Linked DNA regions of Gossypium hirsutum: region 1 is linked to region 2. The links are chromatin contacts, called in public Hi-C maps. All regions are on one chromosome and are shown on one strand. Each heading gives the region's core, a stretch centred on a gene start, on an enhancer-like site or on the middle of the called end of the contact. The rest is flanking DNA. Distances are from core to core; before and after follow the strand shown. Region 1 has its middle 7.9 kb from the start of LOC121212413. Region 2 holds the start of LOC107893645 (protein ALWAYS EARLY 2).

Region 1 (4,596 bases), core at 556-3,055, 200 kb after region 2:
CTGATTTTCATTTAATATTTAATAAATTTAATAAATAAATATGTAAACGTGACATGGAAACTAGTATATATAAAAGTATAAGTTTGAAAAAACATTTGAACTGATGAAAATACCCTTTATTTTCAAGCATAGTACTAAATTGACATTTAAAAATATTTAGAATTCAATTTAGAATTATTACTTTAAAATAGAATTATAACTTAAATAAAAAATCTAAACTTACCGGTCAAAATAACTAATAATTAATATTATAACAATTTTATAGTATTGTTTAATTACATTTAGTTTAGTCCATGCATATTTATTGATTTTTTTACAAAGATTTAATGATTTATTATTTGCAAGAGATGGAAAAGAGTCTATTTCATTAATTAAGGTTTAAATAAAGATTGATTTTATTTTTTAATTATCACTTAGTTAGTGTTTAAGTTGTATATAAATTGTCAAATATAAGTATTAAATTACACCAACGCTAAAAAATTGCTCTCATCTTCTTCGGTTGATTTTGCTAACGGGAATGGAGATGATGCCTCTATTCCTGATGACTCCAACAGTAAGAAGGTTCGCTTCAAGAATTCAGACGTGTCTTCTGATGATGTGATGGTTGTGGATCCTATACCAGAGCCTTCATTGTAATAGAAGGATACGTTAGTGGGAAAGGAATCTTTAGATCAGAATAATAAAAAGGATGGCCAGCACTTTGCTGATAGTTTCGCCTTTACGTAGCAGGATGTCAAGAAATCTTTTGTTGATGGGGTTTCTTCCATTGGTTTTTCGGAGAGAGTTTATCAACTCTTGGAAAAAGAAATGTCAACCTCGATGGTACTTAAGATGCTGGGAAGAAATATTCGAATCTCGACCTTGCAAAATATGTTATATGGGATTTGGAGACCGTCTAAGCCTTTTCAATTAATGGATATTGAAAATGGCTATTTTCTTGCAAAGTTTCAGAATACTGAAGACTATGACAAAATCCTTTCTCAGGGACCATGGGTTATTTTTGGTCACTACCTTACTGTCCAACCTTGGACCATCGACTTCAACCCTAAACTACCCTATCCAAATTCGGTTCTCACATGGATTCGGTTTCCCGGTCTACCCAGCCATTTTTATAAGAAATAGATTCTCATGGAGATTGAGGGTATGATAGGCAAAGTCACTAAGTTGGATTTGAACACAGACAATAGAGCAAGGGGACGGTATGCTCGTATGGTAGTTTTTTGTCAATTTAGGGCAGCCGTTGGTCTCTAAAATTCTTATTAATGGCAACCTACAGAGGATTAAATATGAAAACTTACCCGTGGTATGTTTTAAATGTGGCTATTACGGCTACACTAAAGAAACCTATTCATCGGACATACGGACCTCAGGGGAGATTGAGAAGGGTGAGTCATCGAGGCGTGTTCCTACCACTGTTGCGACGATCGGAGAAGAGGAGTATGGATCTTGGACGCTGGTGGAGAGGAGGTCTAAGCGCGACAATCTGGAAGGAAACAAAAAAGGACATAATTTGAAATGAGAGAAAATTCAGGGATCGCAGTTCCCTTTCCTAGCTGATTTAGCTTATTTAGAGGCGGTTTCATCAAGAACGGGTGTGATTAATAGTGAACAGGTGGCTATGAAGAATAAAGGGAAAGCCCATTTAATTAGCTCTCAAATCAAGGCTGCAACGAGTAAGAAACCGGGTAATGGTTCTAAGAAATCTGTCAGTGGTGAATTTGACTAAGGGTCAGGCCCGTGAGCTAATGATCTTTTGCCCTCAAGTTGGTCAGTCCATGGTTCAACCTAAGACGGGCCTAGGTCAACAATTGGATCCGGCTGATAATAACTTGGCCCCTTTATTCAACAGCAAACAGGCCTCCAATAAAGATTACGGTGGGCCACAGTAGGAAGTCCGGGATTTGGAAGCACATGCAGGCGAACCTTTGAAAGACTCAATTACCTCGTTTATTTCTTTGCCAAATGTTGAAGAAAATAATAGGCCTTTAATTTCAAGTATTTCTAATGCGGTTTTTCCTTCAATTTTAAATTCACATAATGTTGATGGTACAGGTCAAATACAAATGGAACCTCAATTATCTCTTCATAAACAAGTGGACCATGTTGTGCATTTTAATCTTGCTTTTGAAGAAAACTCTTTTATTAATGTGGAGGTGAAGGAAGGTGTTTTAGAGGCCAAAATCATTCGGCAGTCGTGTTTTATAACAAAAGTATGCTGGAGAATGTGACTAGAGAATCGGGGGGTAGTCAATCGGTTGGAATTAATTTATCTAAAGAGGCTCCTAAGGGTCAAAATTCCAAAGGGTCTGGTTCTAAAGGAGGTTGGAAGCCCAATAAAACCATAGAAGGATTAGGAAGTCATTTTAAAAATTCTGAAAATATTCATGTTCCATTTGTTGATTCTACGAAGAGAGCAACAAAACTTATTACTTCGAAATTTAATGGAAAATCTGCCAAGGATCTGCAAAGGCAACTTCGGGAGGATGTGGAAATTTCTTCTTTCGTTCCTCAATGAGATAAGTTTTCTATCCTTTTATTTTTTATTTTATTAATATGAATTTGTCTATTTTATCTTGGAATGTATAGGGATGTGCGTCTAATAAGTTTCTGCGAGCTTTTTGTGAGTATAATAATCAGTATAAGCCTGATATTTTTAGTTTACTTAAAAATTAGTGGGAATAAAGCTGACACAATCATTGCTAAGTTGGGTTGGGATAAGTCTTGCCGTGTTGAAGCAGTAGGATTTCCTAGAGGTATTTGGATCGGATAGAAAAATTCGATTGACTTAAAGGTTGTTGGTAACCATTCTCAATTCATTTTGGCTCATATCTGTTCTTTTTTAACTCCTAAGTCGATCCTTGTTGCTTTTGTGTATGGAAGTCTTGATAAAATGAATAAGAAGGTTTTGTGGCATGATTTAAGTCGCTCAATTCCAATTGGGGATGTTTCTTGGATGGCAATTAGAGATTTCAATTCCATCCTCTCTTCTGATGATAAAAAATAAAACAAAGGAAAGTAACTACATAAGCAATGAGGGCTTAATAAGCTTGTATAAACTTAAACATAACTTACCATTTCATTTATACAATTCATAGATCAAGAATAAATCATTTCCAATGCCATAAGCTTAGTAAAAGCCTATACAACATCATCAAACTCACAAGTTAGTACACTTGTCCATGATACAAATGAAATCAACCATAAGATATGTAGTTTACCATATATAAACACATCATTTAACTCCTCAATGTTATTATAAGATCATGATTCATTCCATTTGCATACTTACCATTTCATTTCCTTTTCTTACCCGTTGAACCATCTAGAATTACATCAGATACTCGGGAATGTTCACACATAGTGTGCCTTTCCATATAATTGTAACCTTTCCTTTACACCAATACTCACACGAGCTGTGAAATAAGCCTGCTCACATGAGCTATGGGTTGAAATGTAAGCTACACGATGCTGCTCACACGAGCTGTGGAGAACCTACAACAAATACAGGACCTCAGCCATCGGTAGGACATTCAAGTCATATCAAAGGTCGCAGATGTCAGTTCTTTGGTGACTTTATAGATAAAGCCCTTTTGCATGATCTGGGTTTTCAGGGACCACCTTTTACATGGCATCGTGGTAATCTCTCTAAGAGACTTAACAGGGCTGTGGGTAACGACATTTAGATGGATTCATTTCCTAATTGTTCGTTGTCCCATTTACCCAGAATTAAGTCTAATCATCGTCCCCTCTTTTTTAAATTTTGCCATAAAGAAAAGCTTGCTCCTAATTGTCCCTCCATTTTTTAGCTGGTTGGTTACACCATCAAAATTTTCCTGACTTTGTCAAGAAGAATTGGAGCTTCAACGGTGATTTGTTTAGTACGATTGCTATTTTTATGGATAAACTTAGAAGCTGGAACAAATGTGTTTATGGACATATCAACCAAATAAAGAGACATTTAATGCATAAGCTTTCTAGAACTCAACATGCGTTGGACCTTTCAAGGTCTAAATATCTTATACATCAGGAAATTTCAATTCGTGAAAAGCTTGAAAATATTTTTCATCATGAGAAGATGCTTTGGAAACAAAAATCAAGGTGTGAATGGCTGAATTTGGGAGACCGCAACCCGAGTTATTTTCATAGGCGTACTATTCAGAGGAGAAATTTTAATAAAATCACTGCTCTACGTAACACTGATGGGGATTGGGTTTTTTATCCTGAGGTTCTCAAAACTGAAGAGGTTAAGTTTTTCTAGAATCTTTATAGGGAGAATCTAGGCTCGTCAGGAAGTATGCCTCTGAGTGCTTATCCTAGCCTTAGCAATGAAGATGTTGACTTTCTCGGAAGGAATGTTACGAATGAAGAAATAAAGGCTGCTCTCTTTCATATGGCACCCCTGAAAGCTCTAGGTAGCAATGGGTTTCAAGCTACGTTCTTTCAAAACCAATGGGATATTATTGGAGATACCATTTGTGTGTGGGTCAAGAAAGTTTTTGGAAGAGGTATCATCGACCCAGAGTTTAATAACACACTTATTGTGTTAATTCCCAAAGTCTAGAATCCAGAGAATTTCTCTCAGTTTCGGCTCATTAT
Region 2 (4,471 bases), core at 261-2,760:
AGTTAATGTTAAAGTTGAATCTTTATACCAAATTAATTAGACAAAATATGGACAATATAATATGAGAAAATAATTAAATACATTAAACTATGGTTAAAACAAACAAATCGTGATTGTAGAATATGAATATAAAAGCCTGTTATATATATATATAAAATATTTACGTATAAATTTATTTCAATACATAAAAATAATATGAACAAATACACAAAATTTTTATATTTGGCTTCTTTTTCTTTCTAGTGTTATTACATATTAGTGTGCCATGAAAGGAGAGTGGAACAGTGGCTTAAGAATATACAAGAGGCAAGACAATAGTTCAGGAATGTAAAACAACTAGTAATTTTCATGGAGCAAGAGAATTAATATCCCCTCTACTTTTAGGTATTATTGAGCGAGTGCACTGGAAATCCGAAACAATATTTGATAAAAACCTGCTTTTTGGGGTCGCCCTTCACACTCTTACTGTTAAAGCCAACAAGAAAGGGTGATGAAAATGTTCTCCAATGTGGCTATGTGAACTTCTTTTTTCAGTTGTGTTGAAACTAGTAAGATCTAAATTTTTTCTACGGAAGAGAAACATGCAAAAAATTAAGGATCTTTGTAAGCTTTAAACATTTTCCCGATACCACCACCATAGCTATATAAAATGAAACACAAGTCTGCAATTCCAATAGATTTGGTTGCTTGACTTATGAGTGATAACACTACTTTTTCACCCCTGGCTTGCATGCAGTGCATAGTTGTGTCTATTTGTGTTATTAAAATAAAACATATGTGAATCAAATTGTCACAATCAATGCTTTTATTACCTCCAATAAAAGGGAATTTTAACATGAAAAAAAAAAGGGAAACGTTTAGCGTTTTATTGTGCATACAGATTAGGAAAGAGGAAAAATTTGTATTTTAATCTCAGCGTGGTCAAAAAATTATGCAAAATTAATAAATTTTAAGTGGATCTGTTCTCATTTTTATATATTAATATAACATTATACTCAAAATATCCCTCTGTGTCTTAAAATCAACCCATTTCAATTGCCAATTAAGCTCTCTCAGTAGTTGTGGTTGTGGATATATCTTTTATAGTGGGTTATTGATAATTTTAATAAACTGGTGTATATTTTAATAATATGATATTAGGATGCTGTCATGATATAATATTTAAATATTTTCTCCAATTCCATTACTATTTTCCCAATAACCTAGGAGTTTAATTTTCCCATGAGACCGATGAATTTAATTGTTAAAATCTTAGCGGCTGCTAAAAAGATTTACCCATAAAAGTAGGGACTGGTTTGAAAATTAGTCTAGAAAAGTTTCAAATTTAATCCGCTATTATCATCTACATAGAACCCAAACCTATGCCATCAAATCGGACCTCAGCTTCATTACCAATACTTCAAATTGCCACGTGTACGGTAATGACAACTTATTCATAATCCCATAGACTGAAACAGAGTAAAGCCAAGAAAAATTAAAAATAAATAAATAAAAAACAAAATAATATCATTGGCCAAACCACCTTTATATTCAAGTTTCGCGGCAACGCCACTTTTCGCTCTCTCAAAAGTTGTTCTTTCTCAAAATTCTGTTTTTTCTTTTTATTTCTTTTTTAAATTTCTCTGAAAAATCTTTCTTTCTCTAATTCTTTTTTTTTTGTTAAATGTGTTGGTTCAGCTGGGAAAAGGCCGGCAATTGGTAAGTGGAATTGTCTCCGATCTGTGAATTAGGGTTTAAAAGTTGAGATTTTGAACCATCACTGTGGTTTTTTAAATTCATTTTTGCAATTTTTAAAGGAGCTTTCGGTTAAAATTTTGAATTTTCGTTTCTTTTAAAAGTGTTTTCGGTTTTCTTCAGTGGGTTTGAAGCGGTTTTCAAGGTGACTTTATGGATTAAGCCAAATTGGCTTTGCCGTTCTAGTGGTTTTAGAGCAGCATTGTTTTGCAATCTTTTTTTATTTTCAATACGTAAAATTTTAGGTGTTTCAATTGTGAATGAAATTTTGATTGTGATTTTGAGATTTTGTGGTGTTTCTTTTTGCTGGTTCTAAAAAAAATTACAACTTATTATTTTTTTAAAGTTCATTGTTAACATCGATTTTACATCTGCACTATCTTTTTCAAATTTCCCCTTTTCTTTTTCAAGTTCATGTTTTATGATGGAATGCTTCAGATAAAGGAAGTCATTGATGGCCCCAACAAGAAAATATAAAACTGTGAACAAACAATATTCGAGTAAATGTGAAGTATCTCCTGATAAAGACGCAGGAAATTCAAGAAAAAGTAACCCAAAGGTAGGTGTTTTGTCATTTTTAATTGATTATTTGATTTGAAGATCAAATTTTCTTGCCTTTGGCTGTTTGATGGATACTCTGTTTTACGTGGCATCATCATATGCTAATTGTGAGTCGTTTTGATGCATGGACTGTTGTATTCTATGCTATAGAAGAAACTATTTGACAAGTTAGGATCTCCATGGAGCAAGGCAGAGATCGAGCGGTTTTATAAAGCTTATCGGGAGTATGGGAAAGATTGGAAGAAGGTATATTAGCTACCTGCCACAGTATTTACTTCGAGAACTATAATAAAAAAGTTTAATGGTTTCACTGTAATTTTATATTGTGATGATGCTCCATCTAGGTATTCTATAAGCATAATTAACACTTCCTTTTTCATTTTAAATTTGTGGTTGCTTATGTTTAGGTGGCTGCTGCTGTACGTAACAGATCCACTGAAATGGTGGAGGCCTTTTACATTATGAATCGGGTATGGTTAGGTCTCGATGTAGCTTTAAGCACTCTAATCAGTTATCCAATTCATCTTTGATTGCTTAATCTTGTCCTTGAATGCTTATGGGTTTCATGATGTTTGTTTCTAAAATGCCCAAGGAAATGCTTAGATTAGGACTTGATTCAGTTCGAAAAAATCGAAAAAGAATTTGAATTTTGAGATAATCGAATCGAGTTATTCGAGTTTCGAGTTCGAGTTGAGTTAAATTTTACAGTTCAAATAACTCGAATAATTTGAGTTACAGATTGGTGTCACTACCCTTTATTTCCCGTCAATTTTGAAAATGAGCAAATTGTCACTCTCAACAAAAATTACAAAATAATTTAAAATAATTTTAAAATTCAAAATATTTATAAAAATTCTAAAATTTATTCTTTTTTTTTTTAAATTATAAAAATTTTAAAAAAATATATAAAAGATACATAAAGAAAGTTAAAATTTAAAATTTTTTCTAAAATAATAATTTTGGGAGCTAAATATGTTAATTAGTAATGCAAGTTTAGCTAAGTTATTTTTATTACTATTTTATTTTGAAAAAGTTTTCAAATATATATGGGTTCAAATTTATGTGCTCCAATATTTATGTTTAGTTTTTTAATTTAACTCAACCAATTTCATTCGATTCGATTCGATTCGACTCGACTCGAATTTCATTTTACTTGACTCGATTCGATTCGACTCGACTCGAATTTCATTTTACTCGACTCGATTCAAGCAAATTTCAAATCGAGTTAGGAAGATGAAAAAGGACTTGTCAACTCAAAATTTTTTCACTCGATTTGATGGAATGCTCACCCCTATTTAGGATAGATAACTTATTTTAAATGGTTAAAAAGGAAAAACAAACAAGGGAACTTCTGTCTTAGTTAACTTGCCATCATTTGAACTTTAATGTGGCTTCTCAACTACCACTTCTTATAATTTGATGCAGATAAGCATTTTGTCTTCATTGTTAAAGTCTTCAAGAGGTTATGTGGAATCATGTGCTTCAGGGGCTTTGAATGATGTTGCATTTTCAGCCTTCATTTGTTGGATGGAACCTGAGAGTTGCTTTATTTTGACTATATTTGTTTATAAATATTGTTACATTATTGTGTTTTTTCTTTCTTTATTTTCAGGCATATTTATCCTTGCCAGATGGAGTAGCATCTGTAATTGGCCTTATAGCAATGATGACAGATCACTATAGTGTCCTGGTGAGATTGGTTTTAACATTTTTATTTATTTGTATGAGTCTGATATTTGCAGCCAGTGTTGATATAATTAAAGCTATTTGGTGCAGTTTGTTTTTTGGAAGTATATTTCTCTCCTTTATGAAGTGAACTGATTCCTTGTTAGACTGTATTTTTGCAAATTATATCTTTTCCATTTTAGGCTAGCAAAATAAATTGAACTCTTAATGTTATTCTTCTATCTACTGATCAAGGGTTGAAAATTTTGTACCAATGTCAACTTCCAGGGAGGGAGTGATGCAGAAATAGAGAGCAATGAGCCTTCTGAAATACCCCGGAAAACTCAAAAGCGCAAGTGGGTAAAGGCTCATTTTGGTTCATCAAAAGAGGATGTTTTTCTGCCCCAATCAATTGCATCCACTCAAGGATGCCTGTCTTTGTTGAAAAGAATAGGCTTTAACGGTAAAATCCATTGTTCTTGTTAGCGCTCAATTGAAGCCAACTATGGTT

The links. A called contact is a pair of places that touch in the nucleus more often than the background predicts.
Region 1: a Hi-C map of leaf shows a contact between it and region 2, with 4 times the contacts expected there. The contact joins the enhancer-like site here to the promoter of LOC107893645 in region 2. A contact is called at or near these places in 16 of 34 Hi-C or Micro-C datasets (anther, callus, fibers and 4 more).

Annotation. Positions count from the first base shown.
Region 1 is chrA13:76,389,531-76,394,126 of Gossypium_hirsutum_v2.1, forward strand. No RefSeq gene overlaps it. Among protein-coding and RNA genes, the nearest start is that of LOC121212413, 7.9 kb to the right of the region's middle. Within about 2 kb of position 1,806, at least 8 of the 9 cell types and tissues checked have an H3K27ac peak or open chromatin away from gene starts, as enhancers often do. A contact at or near this core is called in fibers, hypocotyl and leaf, where this site is marked.
Region 2 is chrA13:76,188,202-76,192,672 of Gossypium_hirsutum_v2.1, forward strand. It overlaps LOC107893645 (protein ALWAYS EARLY 2), which reads left to right and starts at 1,511. Exons shown (of 20, transcript XM_016818687.2): 1 at 1,511-1,698; 2 at 2,173-2,293; 3 at 2,446-2,541; 4 at 2,703-2,765; 5 at 3,908-3,985; 6 at 4,249-4,423. The coding sequence starts at 2,189.